Linked DNA regions of Mus musculus: regions 1 and 2 are each linked to region 3. A link is a contact called in public HiChIP or PLAC-seq data. All regions are on one chromosome and are shown on one strand. Each heading gives the region's core, a stretch centred on a gene start, on an enhancer-like site or on the middle of the called end of the contact. The rest is flanking DNA. Distances are from core to core; before and after follow the strand shown. Region 1 overlaps Fndc3a (fibronectin type III domain containing 3A). Region 2 overlaps Fndc3a (fibronectin type III domain containing 3A). Region 3 has its middle 31 kb from the start of Gm41208.

Region 1 (3,239 bases), core at 305-2,804, 350 kb after region 3:
TAACTTCATTTGCCAAAGTAAACTCTTGGGTTTTGTTCTTTATGCATTGCTTAGAAAATCTGAACTATCCTGGGAAATGCCCTAAAATGCAGGTAGATATTTCTTCGCCACTGGAAGTCACCTAATTCTATTAAAACATTAACCTGTAAGAATTTCCCTTATTGAGGAAAATATTAGTACTATTAGAGTGACTCAGTATACTAGTTTTGAAACTTAGTCTCATATATGAAGTGAATCAAGCAGATGGTCCATTCATAAATGCAGCTCCACCCCCCTTTTTCTATTTAGTAATTCTCCCGGAGTACATTCTGAAATAGTCCTCATTCTCCTAGAGACCTATGTGAATGTTACTTTTCAAAAGAAACTATAGAGTATACAGTTGAATTAGGGTAACATCGCGAGTTATGTTTAAAAGCAAAATATAGACAACCAGAATCAGTTACTTTTAATGAATAATGTTAATAGCGTTTATATTTTCTGTTTTTTCTCCTATTGGAAGTCCTCAGTCTTTTTATGTGTATGGGCATCAGATGCAATGATACATAGCAGTTAAGTTAAATAAGCCAGTCATAAAAGGGCAAATAAATGCCAAATGATTCCACTGCGGTACTGGGAGTAGACATAGTCATAGAGACATGTGTGTGGTGGTGGTTGTCGGGGCCTGGGGAAAGGAAAGTAGAGGATGGTTCCTCGGTGAGTTCATAGTTCAGCTCCAAAGATGGCTGGAGGTGGTGGTTACACAGCAATGTAATTATAGTTACTACTGAACATTGCAATTGTTAAAAATACATATTATATATATAATATGTATATAATTTCATTTAAATAATCTTTTAAAGTAGCAGAGACCTGAAGTAATGTTACAGAATTCAAAGATAGTCCAAGGTCATTGCCCCTTTTGTATAAATCCTATATAATTTTTCAAACTTACTTTGATGAATTTTGTTTCTCTGGCTTATTCTCTGTATACAGTTGACTTAAGAAATCAGGACGAATCTTACCTGGTCATGTGAGCTTTTTAAAGGGACAGGCCTCTTCCAGGAGAACATCAGAGCACAGCAAGGCATTCTACAAGTCCAAGAGTTTGTGTGCTGGCCTTGAACATGGAAATGTGGACCGGAAACAGACTTTGAGTGTGTTCAAGGAGTTGTGGCCTCAGATGGTAGTCAGGAGGACATGGTACCCTTTTGCTTATAATTCTAAGATCGAGTTCTTCCATGCCAGAGGAGCTTGGAAAAGTACATCAACCTCCAGATAAGAATACAATCTGTCTACCACTTTGGTTTTCATCTTGTGGGACCTTGGCCAGAGAAACCAGTCACACAGGCCAGATTCTGAATCTCACAACTGTGAGCGACTAATATGTCTTTGTGGTCATTGTGACATAACAATAGAAAGCCAAGACAAATAGTATGAACTTTGTTTTTCCCCCTCTCATAAAAATTGACCTAGAGATAGGCAGTAGTTAGGTAGAGTCTCTATGCTCTATGTCATACTTAGGAGATTGCTCTAGTCAAGGTTGCACACTGTCCTGTCCCACACAGAATGAAAAAGGACAGGAAAAGAAATAGGCGTGTAAGATACTCACCCTCTTTCTTAAGAACTCTTGTCCATTGGCTGGAGTTTACATAATTAACTGATTCACATGATGAATCAGTGACTAGGATTTCTGATTTATAGTAGCTGGTTGCAGCTCTTTAGAAAAAAAGATACTTTAGGAACTATACACAATTCTGAATGGGTTTTTAAGAAATATTTCAATAAAAATATATCATAGAAGGCAACTGTTGAGAGACTGTCTTCGTTGCTTCCCCTGTTGTGATGAAGTCCTGTGACAGCAGCAGCTTGGAGCAGAATTCTTTCAGGCCAGCATGGCAGCAAAGTCCAGCAGCAGGAGCTGGAGGCAGCTGGTCACATGACATCCACAGTCAGGAAATAGATGATACCTCTTACACATTAGTGCTTAGCTTCTTCCTCCATTTGTACAATCTGTGCATGGGGTATACTTAGAAGGTGCCTTTCTCTAACTGCAAGCTTAAAAGCCTCTTTTTCAACTGAAAACGTTAGAAAATAGCATTAAAATTCAGCCATGGTGGTAGAGAGAACATACTTGTAATAGTCATTCTTTCAGGGACCTAAATATTGATTGCATTTTATAATTGTTGTAGATTACAGGAAATACTGAATTGAATAAATTAGTAAGTCTTGAAATATGACCCAGAGGTTGTTTTTTAAATTCACTTAATTTAAATAATTATTGCTAAGTATGTGTATTCACTATCTAAAAGATTGGTGAGCAGCATAGAATTCATCCCCATGCCCCCACGAGGTTAGTAGACCGCTAATAAAAAGAACATTAAGGAATTGCATGAAACAGTGCTGTGATTGAGAAAGCAGGAAGGGACCTATGAGTTCCAGGGGGACCTCAGCCAGACCAGGGACTCTGCGGCATGATGTGCTTCCTAGAGGAAGGTCACAGGCTTACTCCTGCCCTCTACCTTCTCCCTCTAGAAAATGGAAGGTTAAAACCTTTAGTTAGAATCTTGGTGTAATTGAAATTAGGATGATTATGAATTATTAAAGTAATAAACGGAATTATCTCTTTAGGAGCTGAGAAAACATTGCTTTGATGAACATAGATGCATAGAAAATAATTTGGGCATGTTTGCTTCATTTGATAAAATTTTAAGTTTTCTTTTTTCCTACATTATTTGATAATTTTGGCAACTTTGATTGTATAAATCAAAAGCCAGCTAAATGTAACTTTTAAAAATAGATTTTTAAGAAATATTTAGACTTTTTTCTTTAAATTTAGACCCTCCACTTACCCCAAAGGGGCTGGGGGAGATGCACTAGACAGTATTTTGGGTGCAGAAAAAACTGGTGACCAGTGGGAACGAAGAGAAAAGGAAGAAAAAGAGAAATATAACAAGTTTATAAATTGATAACCGTACATTTTCTGTGAATTAAGGTGGGCAAAAAAATGTCTGTTTTGTATTTTATATAGAGCCAGCTTAAAGAATTCTGGCAATGAGGAGGATGGATAGCCACCTCAAAGCCATAGGATCTTTAGCTATTAAGGATTTTTCTCAATCTGGAAAAGTTTGAGAGTGAGCCTCATTGAATTGATGAAAGGGGATTTTTAAAAATTATTCGTCGTCATCAGTCATCCTCATCATCAGAGTTTATTCTCTTAACCAGGCCATTCTCTAAAGGAATGCTGAGGAAAGAATATTTAT
Region 2 (2,787 bases), core at 120-2,619, 300 kb after region 3:
TTGTGAAACAGAACTATATATAATAAGTATAATAGCAATATAATAAGGGAAATATTTGAAATAAGTATTTATAGAAATGGGCATTCTTGTCTTTTCCTGATCTTGAAGAAAAACTTCCAGGCTTAGTTATTACATATAATCTTCCCTGTGGTTTTTTATATATAGTCTTTATTTTTTTTGCTTTCAGTTTTTATCTTTTTCATGAATGAGTATTGAATTTATTGAATGGTTTTACTAGACAGTTTGAGATGATGTGGTCTTTAACTTTCAAAGATTATTGTATTGAAAAAATGTACAGAACAGTACATGAAAGATGAACATGTAGTGTTTACAATTTAGTAGTTGTGGTCCATTTAACAGCTCCTGGGTCAAGTCACAGAGCAGAGTCAGCATCCCAGAAACTGTTACCTGCCCCCATCTTTAACTCCCCAGAGGCAACCAGTGTGTTGATTTAACAATAAATTGTGTTTGAGCTTTCTTCAAAGTTGAACAGTATGTATTCTCTTTGTTTTTCACTCACATTGTATTTGAGAAATTTTACTCCCTGTTCTCTGAATTGACAGTTTATTATTTTCTTTGGTTTATATAGTTATTGAATAGATTGGTTGATTTCTAAGGGGCATTAGGTTGTCTCTGGTTTTAAAGGACTATTAAATCAAGTTGCTACAAACTCATATACTTACATGTGTGTTGGTCCACTTATATTTCAATAAGTGCATGCATTACTTTTGGGCATCTGTTGTGAGTCTTTGTGGTCAGAGCATAAACAGCATCCACTACATGTATGTGCCCAGCTTTGGTAGATAGGACTGTGGATCTAAGTGGTAGTGCCTGCCTCACTTGGCCTGGCTTCAAACCCTAGCATGAGAAACAAACTTTGATAGATTCTAGAAGAGTTTTTTCAAAATGATTGTAGGACTTTGTTAGTTACTGATTGCTATTTTGTTAGTTTCAATGCCACTTGACATAGTCAGTCTTAGACAGGTTTTCTCCTCCTAAGGGTGCCCACCCAGTCATATGCCATTCCAAGTTCAAATTAATTTTCCAAACCAATATATGATTTTGAGAATATTTTGTTTATTGGTACTTTGAATTCCTTCAGTTGTCTGTGGTGTAACTCAGTCCTCAGTCCACACACACACAAAAAGGAAAAAGAGAAGAGAAATGAGTGCAGTGAGGAGGAGGAGGAGCTTGTGGCCTTGTGGACCCAGGGGACCATAGCAGAGGAGGGTTGGAGTCTACCTGCATGACACCGAGAGGCTGTCTGTTAATGAAATACAAGTTCATTGCTATTATAACAAGGAGAAGGGGGAGGGAGGGGTGAAGGAAGAAAAAGAAAGAGGAAGCGGGGAACAAAAATGAAGTACTTACACACTCTCTTTAATTGGGAGTTTACTTCCTGAAAGTGTCTGCTCTTACATAATAAAATTGTGAGATTTGCAAGAGTCAAAATAACATAAAGATTCTTTGCCGCCTTAAAATTCTTTGTAAATTCCACAGAGAAATTATTTGATGTGATTCACAGTATTACGTTTTGTCAGTCTTTTAATAGTTTAGTAATGTACATTATGGCAGAAGTTAATGTGTTCATATGCATGTGTATGTAGTATAAACACTGTCTAAGTGGTGTGCCTTTCCATGAGTCAGCTAATCATATACAGTGTTCTCTATTGCCATTTTTAGTGTGAAATCATCAATAAGTACCTGTGTTGAATGCATTTTAAGAGTCTCAGCACTTTCTAATACAGCTAAACAGAAAATTGTTGTCAAGTTGAGTCAACTTCTATGGGAGTTTCTATGCAGATTCAACATTTTAAAATAGTGTGAATTTCATCTTTGAAAATTGAATGTCTTGTCCCTTAGCACTGACTTGGTGAATGTGACAGGCATCCAGAAATGACTCCATAAAGCTCAGCGTCGACTTAGTAGCACGTGTGACTGTGGTCATTTTGCTCAGTTTGCTGATGTTTATTGGTTCATGCAGTATAAACTAATCCTACCATCCCACCTTGCCGTATGAGTGCTAGTACACCCTTTCATTCACATAAGATTCATTGTGCTGTACAGTTGTTCTCAGAGCAGATGAATGGATACTGGAAGAGCTTAAAACTTAAAATTTGAAGGCTCTTGCCCTGATCCTGAACAACTCCCCCCTCCCCCTTAAACTGTGTTACTTTGTGTGAGGATTCAGTAGAAAATCATGATTCTTTTTGTATAGTGCCTCAAGGCAAACAGGACGATGAGGGAGATTGAGCCTTTGTAATTTTACCTTGTCAGCTCAAAGAAAAGTGTCAGAGGTACGGTTACCTCATTCAGCCATTGCAGCTTGATGTCTTTCAGGATGTAGATTGAATAGTGATGAGTAAATTAAATTCCCTATCTAGGAATGGAAGGATGGAGATGCAGAAAGTGTAAATAGAGCTTCTGGTATTAGCGTTAGGTTGAGGATAACTAATAGTTACCTTGGTTGGGTTGTATGAAATACATTTTCCCAAGTAGTTGATTGAAAAAGAAGTCAGGTGATCTTTTTGGTCTTCCTTGGACAGTTTGTTTGTTAGTGAGGCAATTCCTGATTGTATTTTAATGTATTTTCTGGATGTATACTTCAGTGGTTATGTCTTTTTGTTTTGCAGAGTTGGAGGGCTTTCCGGTATATTGATGCCTTATTGATAATGGCAGAACACCCGCCTTTGCTAGACACAGCTCAGATTTTAAGTAGCGACATCTCTCTTCTGTCTGCCCCTATTGTAAGTGCAGATGGAACACAACAGGTAAGGAAACAGAAAT
Region 3 (2,784 bases), core at 258-2,757:
TCATGGAGGGTCTTGACAGAGCCCCTTTCTTTCTTGGGCCTTCCTAATTTCCATTTATCTCATAGGAATAATTGGTCCCCTCTCCAGGGGATCAAACCTGTTTGCTCCACATGACTCTTAGCTCTAGGAGCTCATCTCAGTGTAGCATCAACGCACACAAAAACTTCTTGTTTTGCTTTTCTTTGTCCTCTCCTCGAGTATATAAGTCCTTCATAAAAGGAAGGCAGCCAGCAGAGATCACATCGGACCAATGGGGCCAATCCTGGGACTTCATAGATGTTTGGAAGATGAGCCGATGCTGGAATCACGAAGGAACACAGACGCAAAGAGCATCCATTATGATGGGAAGAGTCAAGAACATGCCGATGTCAGGTAGCTTGGTTAGAATTCCAGTCCTGTCCCTTGTCAGTTAAATGACTTTAGACTCTTCTAAACCTTAATTATCTCACTTGCAGAATAACAACCACAGCAACGATAGCAGCCTAGAAAGATAATTACTTTGATATTATTGCAGATACGTCAGGACTGAAATGCAGTAAATGGGATAGTGTAATTATTTAGACTAGAGTTTGGCACATTCTAAAGGCTGAGCTAATATTAACAATACTCTCACCCCCTTGGTGTCAGCCTAATTCTTTCTCTGCTGGGGTACATTTTGAAGAAAAGAACTATTACTACATTTGGAAAAATTCTACAATTCTTATTTGAGAACGATAACATGGAATTTCTTTCCAAAGCAGCCACCAGTATCTCCGAATCATGTGGAGTCATTTACAAAGATGAATAAATATTTATCGCGCTGACATTGGCATGACTCCCAGCGTCAGAGGGTCTCATTACCAGGAATGTTTATGAATGGCTTCTCCCGAGCCATGTTTTACCGGCATAAAACTCACCACTAGGTGGCAGCTGAGAGAGAGTCCCCGGAAGTGAAGGCAAACACACCCTTTTGGCAGCTGCATCCGAGGCTTTGCTGTTCATACCCAAACAACTGACTCACCCAGTGAGCAGCGTCAGCCTGGAAAATGACAGGCACTGATTTCAACGGCCAGTGAAATATAACATCCCTGGGGCCAGAGCAGAAAGACAGATCTGGAAGCCTGAGAGCAATTTCCACGGAAATAAGAGAATTAGGGCTGCTGACAAATGAAGACACAAAAGCTTATAAACTACTTAAGTCTTTATGATAAATCACGTCCCTAGATAAAGAAGACTCGTATAGTCACGATTCTCCCGTGCACAAAAGCCTACGGTGACCATGATGGGTTTCGCAATTAGTAATGGGTGGGCGGGTAGGAAGGAACAATAACCTGGTGTTAGAATTTCTAGGGAGAACTAAGCAAATAGCACTCATCACACTTTCTCTGTTCATAACACCGACTAGGGAAAGAGACTGTCAGTGCAGTGTGACTATTGATGATATGCAGAGGACAGAGGGCATAGCACCGCAGGAGAGCTGAACAACAGCGGTAACATTTCCTTAAGCACTGACTCTGCAGAACCCTGTCTGCCTTCCACGCTGTCTCTCTCACCCTGCCAACTCCACTGCCTGGCAGCGGTGATTCATATCCCCATTTGACAACCAGGGAATTGGAGGCTTTCAGAGATTAACTTGCCTAAAGCTGGAGTTCGATTCCATATCCAAGATTCAAATCTCTGCAGTCTACCAGAGCTATGGTAACAGGAAGAAATCCAAGGTGGTCAGCAGGATTTGTGCACGTGTCCCAGCCTTCTTTGCTTCATCTCCTCCTGTACGTTTTGATGCTCTAATTAAGCTGCAGTGGGGCAGCATTATGGGCTGGCCTGAAGGCTACCAGTGCCGAGGTTGCACAGAAGATGGGGGCACCAGAGGATAAATAACAGTGCCCTTTTATTATCTTGAGGGTGCCTCCTCAAAATAAGAGGGCCATTGTAATTTCTTGTACTCCAAGGATTTGTGTGTGCCCCCTTGGCCACTAGTCACCATGACACATTTGCCCTTTCAATTCAACCTAGACTTTGGCTTCTGTGCCAAACATACTGGCAGAGGTCTACACGGTCTCTTCAGACCCAGAGGATGCTGTAAGAATCACCACCAAGTACTTTTCTTCTGACACTTCACCTGTTTGTTGACCTGACATTCCCCAAAGATCCAAGCTGACCCTCCAACCCCTTATTTTGTCCCTGGCTCCTCATTTCTGCCCAGTGCTAGGTGCAAAAGGGTGCTCATGAATGAAAAGATTCTTAGATTAGATATCTTTTCATTCTGTTTGCTTTCAGGGAAGATGGAGGGGAACTCCAAGCCATGTAATTTGTATTTAAAGCAGGAGCAGGCTCTTGAAGTACTGGCTTCAGGTCACAACCCTTGGGAGCTGACCCATGAGCTCTGAGACAGGATAAAAGTCTGGGATACACTTACCGTTGCTGAAGCTGTTCAAAGAACAGTGTGGGATATTACCTTCTCAGCTTGCTCAGGGGCCTGTGGCTGCTCACCTGGAAGTCCCTGTGTATATAAAGGTGACATGAAGAGAGGACTCCCTCCCACACAGACCACCACTACCACACACACAGGTACCATTGCAGTATTTCCTCCAGTGCTAAGCAATAGCTAGAATTTCCCCTAAGAGGGTGACAGCCCACACAGGTTTGCATTGGCCACAATAAACTTCCAGGCCATTTGTTTTCCTGTGATGTCATGACTCCAGCTTGCCCTAGCTCTTCCAAACCTTCACAAACATGGATGCACTCATTTCCAAACCCACACGGATACAGTGTTATAGTGTCAACACCACGCTCAGAACAATG

The links. HiChIP or PLAC-seq counts read pairs in DNA pulled down with a chosen protein or histone mark.
Region 1: a CTCF HiChIP or PLAC-seq map of the NIH/3T3 cell line shows a contact between it and region 3, with 10 read pairs. The contact joins two enhancer-like sites. A contact is called at or near these places in 1 of 15 datasets of contacts at CTCF or cohesin (the NIH/3T3 cell line), 3 of 484 Hi-C or Micro-C datasets (bone marrow-derived macrophages and cortical neurons) and 3 of 115 datasets of contacts at active chromatin or transcription factors (extraembryonic endoderm stem cells, fibro-adipogenic progenitors and heart atrium).
Region 2: an H3K4me3 HiChIP or PLAC-seq map of bone marrow-derived macrophages shows a contact between it and region 3, with 7 times the contacts expected there. The contact joins two enhancer-like sites. A contact is called at or near these places in 4 of 15 datasets of contacts at CTCF or cohesin (CD8 T cells, the NIH/3T3 cell line, embryonic stem cells and 1 more), 12 of 484 Hi-C or Micro-C datasets (the Ba/F3 cell line, Th2 cells, bone marrow-derived macrophages and 6 more), 3 of 115 datasets of contacts at active chromatin or transcription factors (CD8 T cells, bone marrow-derived macrophages and embryonic hindbrain) and 2 of 9 other capture datasets (adipose tissue and bone marrow-derived macrophages).

The regions. Positions count from the first base shown.
Region 1 is chr14:72,632,451-72,635,689 of GRCm38.p6, reverse strand. The region is part of intron 3 of Fndc3a (fibronectin type III domain containing 3A); the gene reads left to right. Among named protein-coding and RNA genes, the nearest start is that of Fndc3a, 76 kb to the left of the region's middle. Within about 2 kb of position 1,554, at least 13 of the 459 cell types and tissues checked have an H3K27ac peak or open chromatin away from gene starts, as enhancers often do. A contact at or near this core is called in the NIH/3T3 cell line, where this site is marked.
Region 2 is chr14:72,683,618-72,686,404 of GRCm38.p6, reverse strand. Fndc3a (fibronectin type III domain containing 3A) reads left to right here. Exons shown (of 26, transcript NM_207636.2): 2 at 2,634-2,771. The coding sequence starts at 2,673. Among named protein-coding and RNA genes, the nearest start is that of Fndc3a, 25 kb to the left of the region's middle. Within about 2 kb of position 1,369, at least 34 of the 459 cell types and tissues checked have an H3K27ac peak or open chromatin away from gene starts, as enhancers often do. A contact at or near this core is called in bone marrow-derived macrophages, where this site is marked.
Region 3 is chr14:72,981,819-72,984,602 of GRCm38.p6, reverse strand. No RefSeq gene overlaps it. Among named protein-coding and RNA genes, the nearest start is that of Gm41208, 31 kb to the left of the region's middle. Within about 2 kb of position 1,507, at least 152 of the 459 cell types and tissues checked have an H3K27ac peak or open chromatin away from gene starts, as enhancers often do. A contact at or near this core is called in the NIH/3T3 cell line and bone marrow-derived macrophages, where this site is marked.